Linked DNA regions of Rattus norvegicus: region 2 is linked to region 1. The links are chromatin contacts, called in public Hi-C maps. All regions are on one chromosome and are shown on one strand. Each heading gives the region's core, a stretch centred on a gene start, on an enhancer-like site or on the middle of the called end of the contact. The rest is flanking DNA. Distances are from core to core; before and after follow the strand shown. Region 1 has its middle 24 kb from the start of Setmar. Region 2 holds the start of Bhlhe40 (basic helix-loop-helix family, member e40).

The links. A called contact is a pair of places that touch in the nucleus more often than the background predicts.
Region 2: a contact with region 1 is called in a Hi-C map of liver, with 2.6 times the contacts expected there. The contact joins the promoter of Bhlhe40 here to the enhancer-like site in region 1. A contact is called at or near these places in 3 of 12 Hi-C or Micro-C datasets (Schwann cells, kidney and liver) and 1 of 1 datasets of contacts at active chromatin or transcription factors (oligodendrocytes).

Annotation. Positions count from the first base shown.
Region 1 is chr4:142,624,458-142,628,590 of GRCr8, forward strand. No RefSeq gene overlaps it. Among named protein-coding and RNA genes, the nearest start is that of Setmar, 24 kb to the left of the region's middle. Within about 2 kb of position 2,329, at least 22 of the 93 cell types and tissues checked have an H3K27ac peak or open chromatin away from gene starts, as enhancers often do. A contact at or near this core is called in liver, where this site is marked.
Region 2 is chr4:143,172,331-143,176,463 of GRCr8, forward strand. It overlaps Bhlhe40 (basic helix-loop-helix family, member e40), which reads left to right and starts at 2,120. Exons shown (of 5, transcript NM_053328.2): 1 at 2,120-2,518; 2 at 2,687-2,756; 3 at 3,035-3,142; 4 at 4,047-4,133. The coding sequence starts at 2,439.

The sequences.
Region 1 (4,133 bases), core at 1,079-3,578:
CCTTTGGTCATTTAGCAATATTTAGTAAGCAGCCACTGTGTAGGCACCACCGTAGAGGAGTTTTGATCTATACTAGGGTATAGATAGTAGGTATGGTAACTACTGGTGCTTAAAGCATTATAAAACCTTGGTTTCAGGGACTGGAGGGAAGACAACACATCCTGCTCAGTTCCTAGCGCCCCTTGAGGTAGCTCACAACCACTTGTAACTTCAGCTGCAGGAAATCTAATTGTAGAGGGCCGCAATAACATTCGCCACCACTAGATGGCGCTGGCTTCCACTGCGCCCCACGTGGAAGGCCAGGATAGCCTCCGCCATTACAAGATAGCGCTAGCCTTCGCCGCGCCAGCCGACTCCCTTTCAGGAAGTTATCTGTGTGCGCATGTGCAAGAGTGCCTTCGTGCCAGGTCTTTGCCCAGTCCGGGGCGTGCCTTATGAGATCATGGGTAAACAACCAATCAGGTGTGGATGCACCGCGCTAGGGTGTATATAAGCGCACCATATTGGCGCGCCAAGGCTTCTCCTTAAGATTAAAATAAAAGTTTGGTCACAGCAAGGATTTCTATGTACCCGCGTGTTTCTTGCCGGCGAGAGGTCGTGTGTGGGACATCTAATACCATTTTCTGGTCTCCACATACCGCCTGCAGTAAAGTATGATGCTAGAACACATACATGTACACACACACACACACACACACACACACACACACACACATAAAATAGCCTACTTACATCAGGTTTTCTTTGGCTGGCATTGCCTCTGCACTAACTCCCAGGGGGTCTACAAAATGTCTGTGCCAAGGGCAATGATCCTTCCCAACTGTTTTTGTTTTGTTACTCAAAAAGAAGGTAAGAAATACAGACTAAAGAAGTCCTCCAAAACAGGGACACCAAGATGACACAGGAAGAACTCAATCTAATGTCTCTAAAAAGAATTTACCAGGAAGCCCTCCCTTCCATTTCTCTGTAAGAGAGAGGGTTCGATATAATTCAAATCCACTTTCCACATATACTACAACCTAATCTCCCAAGAGGCATGAGGTCCCACAGCTAAGAACGTAAGAACAGAGACTTAAGGTTTATAATCCCAGGACTCATTTTGATCCAACACACTAGTCCTCCCAAAGAACATTCAGGAAAATGTATTTTGAACAGTCTCTTGACAAATGCTACAACATGCTGGGCCTGGTCCAGCGACCAATCCTGTGGATCATTAAGACAGAATCAAGAGATGAGGTGTTTGGCTGTGAAGAGACTAGGTAGCCTGCCAGGTCTCGCTGGCTCTTAGACCATGCTTGTCAACTCTCAGAGGCACATGGGGTCAGAGCCAGTCCGAATGAGCCATATGTAAGAAAGGTCAGATTTATTAACTCAGCCAGGGACCCAGCTTACCAAACCGCAGGCCGAGAAGCAGCATCAGAGCTGTGGGCACTTAGGAGGTCACAAGTACAGCAGAGTCCCTGTGTAGGGCATTTGACATGGGTACACCCTTTCCTGTGCTGGAAACTGCTACAGAGGGCTGACAATATCCATCACTATTTAAATAGTTGTGTGTTTTAATACAGCATATGGACTCCAGGGATTTCTCCTACGAACATACTGCCACAAATCGGCAAAGATAAATAAGTAAGAACTGGTCTGCTGAAACACTTTTCTAAAAGTAAAGATTAAAAAATAATAATAATAACCCAGATACTTAGGGTAAAGGAATGTTTAAATCAAATCAATTATTTTAAAATGAACTATCCCTGCCTGGAGAGATGACTCAGAAGTGTTTTTTTTTTCCCCAAAAAAGTTCCAGTTGAAAAGATAAAGAATCGTTTTGAGCCTCTCTTCCTGTCCTTTACAAAGCTGGAGCAGGGGAGATGATGACTCAGCAGGTAAGAGTACTGGTTGCTCCTAAAGTGGACCAGGGTCCAGTTCCCAGCACCCTCAAAATGTTCACAACTGTCTTGGAGCTCCAGTCCAACGGGATCTGATACCCTCTTCTGACCTTGGTGGGCACCAGACACACTTGTGATGCACAGACATACGTGTAGGCAAATCACTCACACACATAAACTGAAAACAAATAAAAACGAACACCTGAACATTGACTCAAGAGAAGAAATGATGTACCTCATCTTGTTTACCTCCTTCCTCTTAGCAACCCTAAGTCCACAGCACCCCAAAATGAAAAGGTTCTCCAAATTTACAGAAGATTTGCTCAAAAACAGTAAGAAAACAATAAAATAAATAACTACAAAGCCCGTCTAGCCACTAGAGGGAGAACATTACACAGAAAAGCACCTTCAGCGGCTGCCTTTCAGTGAATGTGGCCACAGGAGGAGGTGCAATTGTTGGCAGCCACAAACACTGCTCAAACCTCAGAGGCTACAAACAGTAACCACTGTGTTCCAGTCTTTGCCTGCCCTAATATGTCGTGAAGCAAAGCCCTCCGCTAATCCGATTATACACATGATAGCGATTGCTGTGATGGTGGGTTTAAACCACTCCACTACCACCGAACTATTTACAACTGTTCTGGAACAGAAGCAAAGGGAGCTGGAAGCTGCCCCCAAACTATTTCTTAAGGAACAATGCTCCATTTTGAGCACAGCAGTGGAGGTAAGAGAGCAGGAAATGCTTTAGCTTTGTTTCACAAAGACCAGGGGACTTAATCATACACTTCTGCAGACTTTGACTGAGTAAGCACGGTGAACACATTGTTCTTCCCCTTGTTCTGAATGGATCTCAGGTTCCTCTCTTCACTTCATTCATTTTATACACTTGAGCCTGGCACAGATGAGCTGACAATGTATTCGGTGGTCGCCTTACTTCCAGCAAGATGACCCTTTCCCGTATAGCCACCCTTCTTCTACTTCACCTCTAAGACAAATTCACGTCTTTCTTGAGAGTCATCTAATCATTTGTAAAATAAATAAATAAATAAATAAATAAATAAATAAATAAATAAATAAATAAATAAAACCTAAGTGGTAAATTCGGCAGGAAGGGGAAAGATGGGCGCAAAACTGTGTCTTTCCAAAAATGCCGTGGTCTTAAACTTGGATGTCTCATTAACCCATTGGAGGAACTGAGATGAGGCAAAGCAGAGATATTCTGAGTTGGGACTGGACTTAAGGCAAGTCAAGGGTCTTTGCATAAATCACCCTGCACTACTTTAACAGCCCTGCCTGGCTTCTATGTCGGCTACAAATACATTCACTTAATTTTCAAACCTTAAATGGGCTGGTGAGCTCAGTCAAAAGTCAGATCTAACAAGTGGTGGGACCAGATTAAAATTATTGAATTGGACAGCCAGAAGCTCATGTTCTCAACCACAAATCCATTCACCCACCTCCCACCTGGCTGTTTCTCCCTTTAGGGCTTATGCTTGACCTCAAAAATCTCTCAGACTCCATCCATAATTCCTGTCACCAAATGCACAATAAAATCACAGATCCAATACTACAGTAGCGACAAAAAACAATAAAGCCCTGATCCTACCTCATCCCACAGCCGCCCCAGGGTGCCTTGCAGACACTTACAGTTTCTTTTATGCCTCTTGGGAATAATGACCCAAAACAACTAGTTCCTCCCACCACTGTGCTCCAGATCAAACTAGATCATGGGCATTAAGCACTCAGTACAATGCTGAGCACCTAGGAAGCGCCTGAAATTGCTGGCTGGGAAGCAAACTTGAGGAGGTGGAGTAATCACAAGCCAGAGCACCGAGAAGTCAAACCTCAGCAGGGACGAACAAAGTGGGTGCTTCAGACAGCAATGGCCTGGCCCCTCTCACTGGCTTTGTAATACAGCCATCTCCTAAAGAGAAGACATAAAGGACACACAAGGTCCCAGACCACTGTCCCCTCGAATGAAGGCTTCCATATTGAGGATTCTCGTTTGACATGCACGAATACATGGGGAACACTATCGAAGTCTGACATTAGACTGATTCCCAGCCATTAGACTTGTCCACACACCAAAGTATTTTTCAAAGGCTATGTGGAAAACATGACATCCCATGGCAATTTAAACCATTCTTAGAGTAATCTGAGCTCAGTTCTTGCAGGTTGTCCTCAGAGGGGCTGGAGAAGGGAGGGCCATGCTCTTCAAAGACAAAGACAGTTAGTTACTCTGGGACCTTG
Region 2 (4,133 bases), core at 870-3,369, 550 kb after region 1:
TTGACGCTTGTGAAACATAAACAGGAAGTAGAAGCTTTCAGCGACCTGAAGGAAATGCACTCACAGTTTGGTCAACATGTGAATCCCTGTCCTCTAGGTCGTCAGAATACTGACAGTGAAGACTGACCCACCAAAATGCACCCCGTCCCAGCAGTGACCTCATTTTCCCCAAGTTCCCCAGCCAGGTCACTCCGCAGCAGCGGGGTGACTGACCCTAAGCACGGTAGGGAAGGTTAACAGTCATCTCTCAACTCCCCGAACTTGCAGGGCAGGGGAGCGCAGAGGTCAGTGAAATCCCCAGCCAGGCCTTATTTTAGTCACGACTTTCCACTGGCCCCTTGCTGTGTGTCAGCGCCGCTCACAGCGCCGCAGGTTCTGCGTTTCAGAGGCTTTCCCAGCTCCGGGCTGTTAGAAGGTCAAAGAGACCAGATTTTTCCAATGCAGGTCGGTGGGGGTGGGGCCCGGCGGCCTCCGCGAGATTGAAGAGCGCTGGGGCCCCTGGAGCTGCCCTTGTGCCCCGCGCTCGGGCTTGTGGGTTAACCTCTACTACCTAAACGTCTTGGTTAGTATTAAATTAAAACTTTCTCGTTTTATATTCTCTGCCAGTGGCCCCGATAGACTTTCTGCTGAAGGCAGTCTTCTGATTGGCCTGGTTGGCTCCCTCCCAAAGGTCCTTGTAAATTCAAGGTCAAAATCCGTGCTTGTTACCTCCACTGTCTCCAGCCACGAGCTCGACTGGGTAAGGGGCTCAGTGAGTGTGTGCTGCACATATGTGGAGATTTCACTGTGATAAACCAAGAGGATGGGGCGTGGGAGTGGGGGTCCTCCTGTCTCCTCTCTCCTGTCCTGGAATAGACTGCAAACAGCGCCACCCAAGTTCCTGGTTAGCTTCGGGATCCCATGCCGGCTGGCAGCCCGGTGCGCGGGGGTCACGGCTTGGAAGCCGGCGCGGAGAGGCTTGCAGTGAGCCGAGCTCCGGCCCGCGTCTGGGCCACGTGAAGCGTCACGCCCCGCGCTGCTGCAGGGCAGGCGCCGTCGCCGCGGTTGTGTAACTCTGCAGCCGGAGGGGAGGCGACCCGGACGCCTCTGCATCGGAGGGGGCAGAGGAGGGAGGGAACGCCGGGCACCGTGCCCGGTATCTTTCTGTGCTTGACTAGCCAGGGTGGGTGGGGGCAGTGAGGCACCCTGGAAGGCGGGAGGAGATGGGTGCGCGCCAGTCGGGTGCCAGGCCACCCGCAGGCTGCGCCCGGGAGCTGAGCTCCCGGGAGAGTTGGGGGAGGGGAGGGTCCGCACGGCTCACACGGTCCACGGTCAGGTGCGCTCGGCGTGCTCGGCGGCGGCCTCGGCTGCCCTAGCGCCTGGCCACCAGCCCGCTTCCCATGGGGTGACATCCGCCCCGCCCTCGGTCCCTCCCCAAGGCGGGCAATTCCTGGACACTGAGGCTGAGCGTTGGGGGGCTGGGAAGCCAGGACGGAAAGAAACCCCAGCCTCTGGGGAAGGCCAAGGGGGGCCGACAACTCCCTCCGCTGCGCACCGGTTCCTAGGAGCGGGCCAGGCGGGGGAGGAGGAAGAGGGCTGGGCTGGAGCGACCAAGGGGATATTCCTCTCCCGGCTTGAGTCAGACGCGGGCGGAATCCGTCCTCCCCCGTTCCCTCCCAGGAGACGGGAACTTACTTCATTTCCCTGGGGCAGGTTCGCCCACGTTACCAACTCTTCCCCCCGCCCCCCAGCTCCCCAGTTCCTTCCAGCTTCCGTGCCCCCCACCCAGCTGGGCAGGACTCTGGCTGCGCTGCCACCCCCTCTTTCGGGGAAAGGAGGCCGCAGCCGCAGACACCTGGGGCCCGAGGTTTGGGGCGGCGGGGAGGGGGGGCACTTTGCAGCCGCCAGAGCGTTGTCCAACACGTGAGACTCATGTGATGAAGCCGGGGGAGGGCGGGCAGGTCGCTCCTTCCCTCCCCGGCAGCGGCCAGACGTGCTTGGAGTCACAGGGTAGAACACGTAGCTTCTACCCACCCACTCGCTCCCATTTAACCCAGCCCGCAGCCTCTCCTTACTCCTCGGCTCGTCCCCTCCAGCAACCACCGCCCCCCCCCCCGCTCCGCCCTAAGCAACCCCCCCTTTCCCTCCCGCCTCTCCACCCGCCCCACTTCTCATTCACTTGGCTCGCACGGCGCAGACAGCGCAGCGAGCACACACCGCCAGTCTGTGTGCAGAGCGGGAGCCAGAAGCCGTGGGGGACACCCGGTCATGCACGCCCCCAACTGAAGCGACACCTCAAAGCCGCAGCTCCTGGCAGCCCAGCGCATTGCAAGAAGCTCAGGCTAGCTCATAGGAACATACCCCTTGAGACCCTCGGATCCTCCCTTCCAGGGCAGTCCTCTCTCAGACTCTCTGCTAAGTGCAGACAGGAGCGCACAGTGGCCCCTGCTCGCCGCATCATGGAGCGGATCCCCAGCGCGCAACCACCTCCTACCTGCCTGCCCAAAACGCCAGGGCTGGAGCACGGAGACCTGTCAGGGTAAGTGTGCGCTGTGATCCCTTCAAGTCTCCGCTCCTCACCGTGTCTTCCATACCACTCTCAACTTGGGGCATCTCTGGGCATATAGGGGGCTTCTTGCATCTGTAGGACTTCTGCAGCCAGTACGCACTTGGGAGTCACGGCTCTTTCTGGCCTTTCTCCCTGCAGGATGGATTTTGCCCACATGTACCAAGTGTACAAGTCCAGGCGGGGAATAAAACGGAGCGAGGACAGCAAGGTAGGTGCATCCCTGGGGACCCCGTTCCTTAGCCTCTCGCGTGCGCTGAGTTTCCAAGGAAAAGTTTGCTTGTTTGAAGGTTGGCTGGGGGTTTCGGGATGTGATGAGCTTATTGTCACAAGTGAGTGACTTGGGAAAGAAGGGGCAGAGAAGGTGATCCTCGGTGCGTCTCTGCGCCCTCGCAGAATTTTTTTCCCTCTGGTGCTGGGTGGGGAGGAAGGGAGGAAGCTTCGTGTTCCCTTTCTCAGGCACCCACTGCTTCCATTTATTCCTTGCAGGAAACTTACAAATTGCCGCACCGGTTGATTGAGAAAAAGAGACGTGACCGGATTAACGAGTGCATTGCCCAGCTGAAGGATCTCCTACCCGAACATCTCAAACTTACTGTAAGTGAGAACCTGGCTGCGCTCCAACCCAGTTCTTCTGCCCAGAGGGCGGGTGGGGGTCACCCGCCGCCTGCAGGCGTCAACGGGAACTGCAGGCTAGACGGGCGGATCAAAGCTCCTAGTAGTTCTGGTTTGGAGGGAACCCAGACCCAGACCCAGGACTTCCAGGCAGAGGCAGAACCAGAACCATCTGGGGCCTCTTTAAGTTGGCTCCAACACTAGCACAGCTTCCTTTTGGTATTTTTTTTTCTTTCTCACCACCTCGTAGTCTCCCTTAACTTAAAAGGAACAAACCGTGAGATTAAAAAATTATGCCCTTCTCCTTGTCCTCTTACCATCCACGAGAGGACCTACTTTATTTAATGTGTGCCTTTTCTTTTCATCATCATCTTTACTGGTAACCGAAAGCTTTCTGGATTTTCCTTCGGGAAAAGTGTTTGGAAAGGAAGACGAAAAGCCTGCATGACTGGAAGTCCTGAACGGGTGTTTGGGGGGGGGGGGGATGTGTAAAAAAAAAATTCAGCACACTGGGAAAGCCGTTTGGTTGCCAGACACAGTAGACATCCCTCCCTGAGTTGACACCACAGCAGGGAAATGTTATCTCCGGAGTCCCCTGAGTTAAGGTCAGGGCAGCTGCTGGAGAAATATATCTGTCAGCTCACTCCCGAGACTGTAACAGCTACCAAAATGCCTCCAAAGATAGGCAACACATGTTTGACTTTTTTTAAGCCTTTGATCGTTATATGGATATGTTAACACATCTGCAAACTTTAAATTTAGTGGGGCAGGAAAAGCTCTTCCTATCTCGTTGTCTACACCCAATTCTCATAACAAATAGTGTGTGTCAGAAGGGACTTCACTGACCTCACAGGTGACGGAAGCTCCCTTTTTTTTGTTTCCTCAGACTTTGGGTCACTTGGAGAAAGCAGTGGTTCTCGAGCTGACGCTGAAGCACGTGAAAGCATTGACAAACCTAATTGATCAGCAGCAG